Regions from separate parts of the Mus musculus genome. Here region 2 is linked to region 1. The links are chromatin contacts, called in public promoter capture Hi-C maps. All regions are on one chromosome and are shown on one strand. The core of a region is the stretch at or near the end of the contact, and the rest is flanking DNA. Distances in the headings are between cores, read along the strand shown. Region 1 holds the start of Cnih2 (cornichon family AMPA receptor auxiliary protein 2). Region 2 holds the start of Gpr137 (G protein-coupled receptor 137).

Evidence for each region. Capture Hi-C pulls out chosen DNA fragments and counts their contacts.
Region 2: a contact with region 1 is called in a promoter capture Hi-C map of liver, with 4 times the contacts expected there. A contact is called at or near these places in 5 of 39 promoter capture datasets (cranial neural crest, liver, neutrophils and 1 more), 2 of 130 datasets of targeted methods (embryonic stem cells and pancreatic cancer cells) and 1 of 9 other capture datasets (liver).

What each region holds. Positions count from the first base shown.
Region 1 is chr19:5,096,325-5,100,046 of GRCm38.p6, reverse strand. Cnih2 (cornichon family AMPA receptor auxiliary protein 2) reads left to right here and starts at 1,526. Exons shown (of 6, transcript NM_009920.4): 1 at 1,526-1,864. The coding sequence starts at 1,784. It overlaps Rab1b (RAB1B, member RAS oncogene family), which reads left to right. Exons shown (of 6, transcript NM_029576.3): 6 at 1-840.
Region 2 is chr19:6,938,973-6,942,627 of GRCm38.p6, reverse strand. Gpr137 (G protein-coupled receptor 137) reads left to right here and starts at 1,435. Exons shown (of 7, transcript NM_207220.3): 1 at 1,435-2,145; 2 at 2,227-2,276; 3 at 2,874-3,099; 4 at 3,218-3,367; 5 at 3,488-3,616. The coding sequence starts at 1,789. It overlaps Bad (BCL2-associated agonist of cell death), which reads right to left and starts at 66. Exons shown (of 4, transcript NM_001285453.1): 1 at 4-66.

The sequences.
Region 1 (3,722 bases), core at 277-2,776:
TTTCTTCCCAATAGCAAGGGCCTCCCTGCCTCTGCTGCCCCTGGGTGCAGGCAGTAGCCAGGGGATCCAGGGCCTCAGATCCAGGGTCCTGCATCGGACCTCAGGACAGGTGCCAGGGCTGCGAGAGCCCCATAGCCACCTTTTCCTCATCTCTGCCTCACTCCATCGCTCCCACACAGCTTGAGCCGTCCAGCTGCGGTTAGGTCTTGAGCACATCTAGGGTAGGTGGGCGGATGGCTGCGGGGCCTGTGTCTCAAGCCGGGAGGGAGCCTGCTCCTGCCTCCCCCTGCCCTGCCTGAGCCAGGCCCATGTGCTGCCTGCCCACCGAGCCCCTTTGTCCCTGAGGAAAGCGGAGGCGGAAGGCCCACCTTGCCAAAGGCCGGGCACCAGCCTTAACCCTCACTCTGCCAGCACCACCTCCCTTTTCCGAGGCAGCACATCTGGCTTGTTCTTCCTCCATTCCTCAGAGCCTGACAGGGCCAGACCTGCTTCTCTGGGGAATGTGGGTGCAGCTTGGGGTTGTGGGGCTCTTCCCCCTCCCAACTCAGAATCCTGGCCCCCACCCTCTGGCACAGCTTCCTGTAGAAAACCTTTGGTCTTTACCTAAGAAGCCATGTCCTTTGTGCTGTCTCTTGCCAGTCTCACCCTACAACCTGTCCTCCCCCTCCAGTGTGTATTTAAGTCCCTGGGCTGCCCCTCTGGGAGGGAGCCTCTTCTCCCAGGTTCCCCTCTGATGTCACATCAGGCATCTTGCAAGGAAAAGCCACTTGGGGGAAGATGGAAAAGGATGAAAAAATAAATTTCCACTGGCCCTTGGATAAGCCAAGGGTTTTTGCAAGGAAGCGGTGGTGACTGAGTGTGGTCTATGGTCAGAGTCAGCTTTGAGTTGCTGGGTGGAACTGGAGTCCAGAGTTTGGTGTGATGCATGGGGGGTCCTGGCTTGGACTGTATCTTAAGCTTGCTGGTAAAAGCCCTTGACCCACATACTGGGGCTGGGAAAGCCTGCTGTGCGGCTATGGGATGTCCCCAAGGGCCCAGCATGAATCTGTCAGAGGGAGGCTGGCAGGAGGCCGTCAGGTGAGCCACCAACATCCACTGGGACAGGCGTTCAAGGCATGAAGTTAGAAGCAAGGAGCAGGCGTTGGTCCCCCTGCATTTAGTCTTCCCCTCCTCCAGTCCCCGACTTTAGTCCCCTCTTGTGGCTTGAAGCCAGATGCCAGCTATCCTGAGCTTTGACAAGCGCTGCTTTACATTAGGACCTCAGTTGTATCCCCCTGAGCCAGCACTCTGTGGAGACGGGAGTACAGAATGTGGCTATAGTGGGCTTAGTTGTCCGAAAGTTGTACCAGGAACGGGCTTCCAGGTCTGCATGTTCTGGAGGTGCACAAACACTGGGCTCATTGGGGTGAGTGGCTGTGCTGGGCTGATGAGGCTGGCGGAGGGGCGCTCTGAGTCTCAGCCCCGCCCGAGGCCGCTGCACGGCGGCCCCGCCCCCGGCTCCGCCCCGCCGGCTTCGCGGGCTGGAGAGCGAGGGAGCCGCGGGCGAGGGATCGCAGGATGAGCGATCGGGGCCCGGGCAGCCGGCAGCGGACGCGCCCCCCGAGCCCCACGGCCCGCGCCCCGCGTCCCCCACGGCCTCGTGGCCCTGGTCCCGGACGCGCTGTCCGTGTCCCTAGAGTCCGGTGGGCCATGCCCGTCCGGCCCTAAGTGTGGGCCGGGGGGCGTCCCCTTGCGCCCAGACCCCGCGCTGGCGCCCCCCGGGCCACCGCCCGGCGCGGGGGCCATGGCGTTCACCTTCGCAGCATTCTGCTACATGCTCACCCTGGTGCTGTGCGCCTCCCTCATCTTCTTTGTCATCTGGCACGTAAGACTGGGCTTGGACTGGGGGCGGGGTGGGGGGCAAGTGGGCTTATGGAGCAGGAGGGGGCTGGGGCTGATGGTATCAGTGCTCCGGGGAAACTTGAAAGGTCTTTTCCACTAGCCCCCATGGTTTCTGTTCGCACCCCCCAACACCCCCTTGTCGTTGGCTTCCTTCCCCCGGGGCAGCCCCCCCCTTCCTTCACCGCCCCCGCCTGTCTGTGGGTATGTCAGTAGGTCCTGACCCTCTCCTTGCTTCATCCAGTCATTGGGCAGGGGCGGAATTCTTGATCCTTCTATATTCTCATCCATCCACCCCCGTCTGTCCATCGGGCAGTTTGTCTGTGTGCCCCCCCAGCCCCCCCGCTGAACCCCTCTCCTTTGTGGGTTTTTCCAACCAGAATGATGGAGATGGTTGCTATGGCAACTGCATCTGTTTACAAGACCCGCATATCTTAGAACCCATTAACCCTGTCCCCTCCTGGACCCCTCTGACCCAAGTGGGATAGGTTCGAAGCAGCTCAAGAAACCTAGCTCCCACCTGGTCTCACTCTGACTCTCCAGCTTCCTTCTGATTCCTTCACATACGTGCCTTTTGTCTTTCATGTCCCTCACTCCTGGTCTGCCCTCACCCTGGCCTAGCCTCACACCTCACTCTTCAGAATGTCTCTTGTCTCATCTCAAATGGTTTCCCATTGGAGAGGGTTCTTGTACCTAGTTCTCTCCTGGGCTTTCCCAAGGGCCTCCTCTACCTGGTTCTTTCTCCTCTCTAGAACTGTGAGCCTCTGGCTTACTGTTGAGGTCTCTGCCGGCTCCTTCCAGCTGCCCCTCCTCCAATGCACTCAAACGGGTCCCATACAGGCCTGTCTCTCTGTTGTAGCTACTAGCATGCACATCTCCTGGTCTAATCCTCTTTTAAGTGTTCTCTTATCTGACTGCATCCAGCGTGCCTCCGTCCCCTCTTGCTTTACCTTTCTTGCTCTCCATTTCTTGTGTCTTTCTGGGACTTGCTGCCTCCCAGAAAGCACCCTGTCTCTTCCTTTGTCCTCCCCTCCTTCCTCTTTGACAGGTACTAGATCCTGAGCCCCCACAGGCATCTCCAGACACACACCATCTCCAGCCCAACCCCTCACTTTGCTCCAGTCTTGATCTAGGTCTCCCAGTTGGGTTTCTTGTCCTCTGCTCCGTTTCTCTCTTCCTCCATCACTTCGAATCCATTATGCGCTTCCTGTCCCAGGCCCCAGGGCCTTGGACAGTTCTGTGGGGGAAGAACAACTTGGGTCCTAAGAATTAGAAAAAATGGGGGGACCCAGGCAGGATAGCTAACTAGCTCCTGAAATTCAAGGAGCCCCTTCCCACTCACAACTCCACTTTCCCTGGTGGGGCCCTTCTTAGGAGCTCAGAGCCTGCCTAGGACAGTTGCATAGCAGCTGCGGGGGAGTCAGGCTGCATAAGACCTGGACCTTGCAAAGTGTCCAGGCCGAGATGAAGTCTCCTGAGGTTGGGAGCAGCATCTCTGTTCTCTCGACAGACCTTTCTGGGACCCCTTCCACTGTGAGGCACTGAGCTTTTCACCCATTTAGCTTGGTCCTCTTATCAGGCTTATCAGTAAAACCAGGGCTTGCACATGCAAAGTCCAGGAGAGAGAGCGTGGTCCTCAGGTCAAAGCTGTTCAGAAGTAAAACCCCAGGACCCACTAGTCACTAGGCAACCCTGGTGAATGACGTGTGTCAGCTGTCACAGTGGAGAATTGTTTGTTCCGGGGTTGGGGGTGGGGGGAGACGATGCTGAGTCAGCGCCAGGCAGCCTGGGGGGGGTGGGAGGCTCGACACCCTCTGCCTACTGGTGGTGCCAGTTCGGGGGCA
Region 2 (3,655 bases), core at 186-2,685, 1.8 Mb before region 1:
CACCCCAAGCCCGATCTCGAGGCCCCTGACCCGGGCCTGCCTCCTCCCTCCAGTTCTAAGGGCGCCCGGCCCTAGTTTCCTGGGCGACGAGAACTGTCACAGATCTGACCCAATCAGTTTTCGAAGTAAATCCCGGGTCGGCCTGGAGGCGGGGCCACCCCAAGCCAGGTCCCACCCCTGCGCCGACCTGCTGGTCTCCACCGCCTTCCTCCCGCGTCGCTCCCCAGGCTCCGGATTCCGGGATCGGACTTCCTCAAGCCTAGGGCGTGTGCAGGAGCCAGCGAGGGCTGCTTTGGGGTTCCCATTTGGATCCTGGAGGCCTGCTTCGGCTGATAAGTCCTCCAGCCCTTCTGGGCCCGAATTCCCTCCTGTAAAATGGGGTTAATGACACCTCCCTGGGGAGCTGGTGAAAACTCTGTAAACAGCTTAGTGATTACTTATAGAGCCGTTCACTGAAGCTCGGCCGTCGGATGCAATGGTCGTTGCGATGGTTATTGCTCCCCCTGGACCGAGTGACCGGGATGGGAAGACCAGCTCCTTCTTCCCGATCGTGGAGGCCTTGCACTGCCCGTCTTGGGGACAACCCCCCGCGCCATTTCGGGAGCTCCTTTACGGCAGGATGGCCGCCCGGGTGCGGAAGAAGGGACGGGGCGCCCAGGAAGGCGAGCCGTGGGGCTCCAGGGGCCTCTGCTGCCAGGATAGGTGTGCGTACGCTGCCCCGGGCCGGAGCGCGGGGCCTGCAGACAGAAGCTAGGGGGCGGGGTCCGGGTACCATCTTGGTTGTGGGCGGAAGTTTCCTTCAGTGACCCTGTGCGGGGAAGTCGTTGCCGCCCCCCATATGGGCACGCCGAACGCGATGTGGATTTGGGAATCTAAGCGTGGGAAATGGTAGTCCCCAAACATTAAGAGCTGGCGGTCCATGGCACTGGTAGCCCAGGTGCTTGCTGCGTGCGGCCTGCTCTACTCTCGGCCGCCCGCCGCCATCCGTAACCCGGGACACCCGCCGGCAGCGCACCTTGCGGCGATTCTCGAAGAGATGCACGCCGGGCGCGGCGCATGGCTTCGGAGTCCCTGCCGGTCGCTACGCAGTTTACGTAGCGAACGGACGTCCGCGCAGGCGCAGGAGTGGGGCGGAGCAGAGGGAGCCGGGGAGCTGGAGCCCGGTGTCCCGGCGACCGGATCCCGCTTACCCCGCAGCGGCCTGAGACCTGACATCGACTTCCTCTTATTCACCGGGGCTGAGGGTGGACGCGGTGGGGGAACACGTCTGGAATCTTGAGGACAGAGGAAGAAGCCTCCCAATCCGGATTATTGGAGGGGAAAGAGGAACCAAGCTTGGGGAGGGGGAGAGCGGGGCGTTGGGCGCCCCCGCAGCGGCCGCTGTCCTAAGCTGACGGGCATCGGCCGGCTCTCCCCCTCCTGCCAGCCGGACACGAGCAACCAAGGCCAGGGACTCTGTGCCACTGCATCCTCGCATCTTGGCTCTGGGGCTGGCCCAGGGAGGGACACCCCCAACCCCCATTTCATTTGCCCTGGGTAGGAAAGACCACTTTATACACTCCAGAGTGACGGGTCTAGGGCCCAGGGCCCAGGTTACCCGTGCCCACCCCCACCCCCACCCCCACGCCCGACTCTGCTGAGAAGGAAAGGCCTGACAACCTCAACTTCTTTTTTCCAGAGTTTCCAGGTCTCACCACCTATTGCAGGTCCCACCCCTCCGTATTTATTTCCCTGGCTTCTGGCCAGCCCTCTATCTCTGTCTCCGGGTTTCAGGCCTCCCTCCTTGACATGGAGAGTAACCTGTCTGGTCTGGTGCCTGCAGCTGGGCTGGTACCTGCACTGCCGCCTACAGTGACCCTGGGGCTGACCGCTGCCTACACTGCCCTATATGCTCTGCTCTTCTTCTCTGTCTATGCCCAGCTCTGGCTGGTGCTTCTGTATGGGCACAAGCGCCTCAGCTATCAGACAGTATTCCTGGCGCTCTGTCTGCTCTGGGCAGCCTTGCGTACCACACTTTTCTCCTTCTACTTCCGAGATACTCCCAGGGCCAACCGCCTGGGGCCCTTGCCTTTTTGGCTTCTCTATTGCTGCCCTGTCTGCCTGCAGTTCTTCACACTGACGCTTATGAACCTCTACTTTGTGCAGGTAACCACGGGAACCGGTGTGGTGGGAGTAGGAGGGCAATCTCAATGGTCCAAAGGAGTGATGGGGTATCTCTGCTCCCAGGTGGTGTTCAAGGCCAAGGCGAAGCGTCGGCCAGAGATGAGCCGAGGCTTGTAAGTACTGGAGATGTCAATGGGTCAGTGGCAGGGAGGAAGCCCACCCAGCAGGGTTGAGACAGGAGGAACCTCAGAAGTATTTGTGATAGAGCTTGAGAAACCTGAAGCGTCTGATACAGACATCTATGATAGTGTCAGGGGAGAGAGACCATCAATATCACCTGTGGTGGAGAAAGATGGAGGCTCCAACCCATGGAATGCATGAAGTCCTGCTGCACTTTTAGTGACCTTGGCTGCAACACCCCTGTCCTTACACAGTGCCTTCTAGTTTATAAAGATATTTCACATCTCACCTGAGGTGCTATTCCTATCGTCATTTGAGAGGATAACTGAGGCCCAGTTAGACAAAGCACCATGTTCAAGGTCACACAGCTGGAATGAGGCCCACTCAGGAACAGATGTTTGACCCGGTGCTCCTATGATGCTGTAGCTCTCAATCACCCCCTCAGTTTCCTCATCTGCAGAAAGAGATGAGCAGAGTTTAGGTGTGGCCATCTGAGTTCTAACTGACCCTGGGGTCTCCTGAGGAGTCAGGGTTGCTGGTGAGGGCCGAGGGGATCCGTGGTCTGGGGCTGACTTTGCTGTGGGCTGCAGGCTGGCTGTCCGAGGGGCCTTCGTGGGTGCTTCACTGCTCTTTTTGCTGGTGAATGTACTGTGTGCAGTGCTGTCTCGCCAGCGCCAGGCACAGCCCTGGGTCCTTCTGCTGGTACGTGTCCTGGTGAGCGACTCTCTCTTCGTCATCTGTGCCCTCTCGCTTGCTGCCTGCCTCTGCCTTGTGGCCCGTCGAGCCCCTTCCACCAGCATCTACTTAGAGGCCAAGGTAGAGCCACCAACCTTGATGTAGCACCCTTGGGGGTCCTTGGACAGAGTTCTTTAGGATGTAAAGGAATATAGGAGCCCTCCTCTCCATGAAGATCCTCTATTGTCATCTCTGCCAGGGGACCAGCGTGTGTCAGGCAGCTGCTATAGGGGGTGCCATGGTCCTTCTCTATGCCAGCCGGGCCTGTTACAACCTGGCAGCTCTGGCCTTGGCCCCTCGGAGCCGGCTAGATGCCTTCGATTACGACTGGTACAACGTATCTGACCAGGTAGGCATTGGTCCTGTTTGTCCCTTCTTTGGTAACTATAATAACTAGCCTCCAGCTGGCCAGGGCCCTGCCAGCAGCCTCTGTGGTGGCAGAATGTCCTCAGCCCCTGCTTTTCCCCAGGCAGATCTGGTGAATGACCTAGGGAACAAAGGCTACCTGGTGTTTGGTCTCATCCTCTTCGTTTGGGAACTGCTGCCCACCACATTGCTGGTGGGCTTCTTCCGGGTACACCGGCCCCCACAGGATCTGGTAGGGACCCCCCCCCAACCACCTCTTGGTCCAGTATAG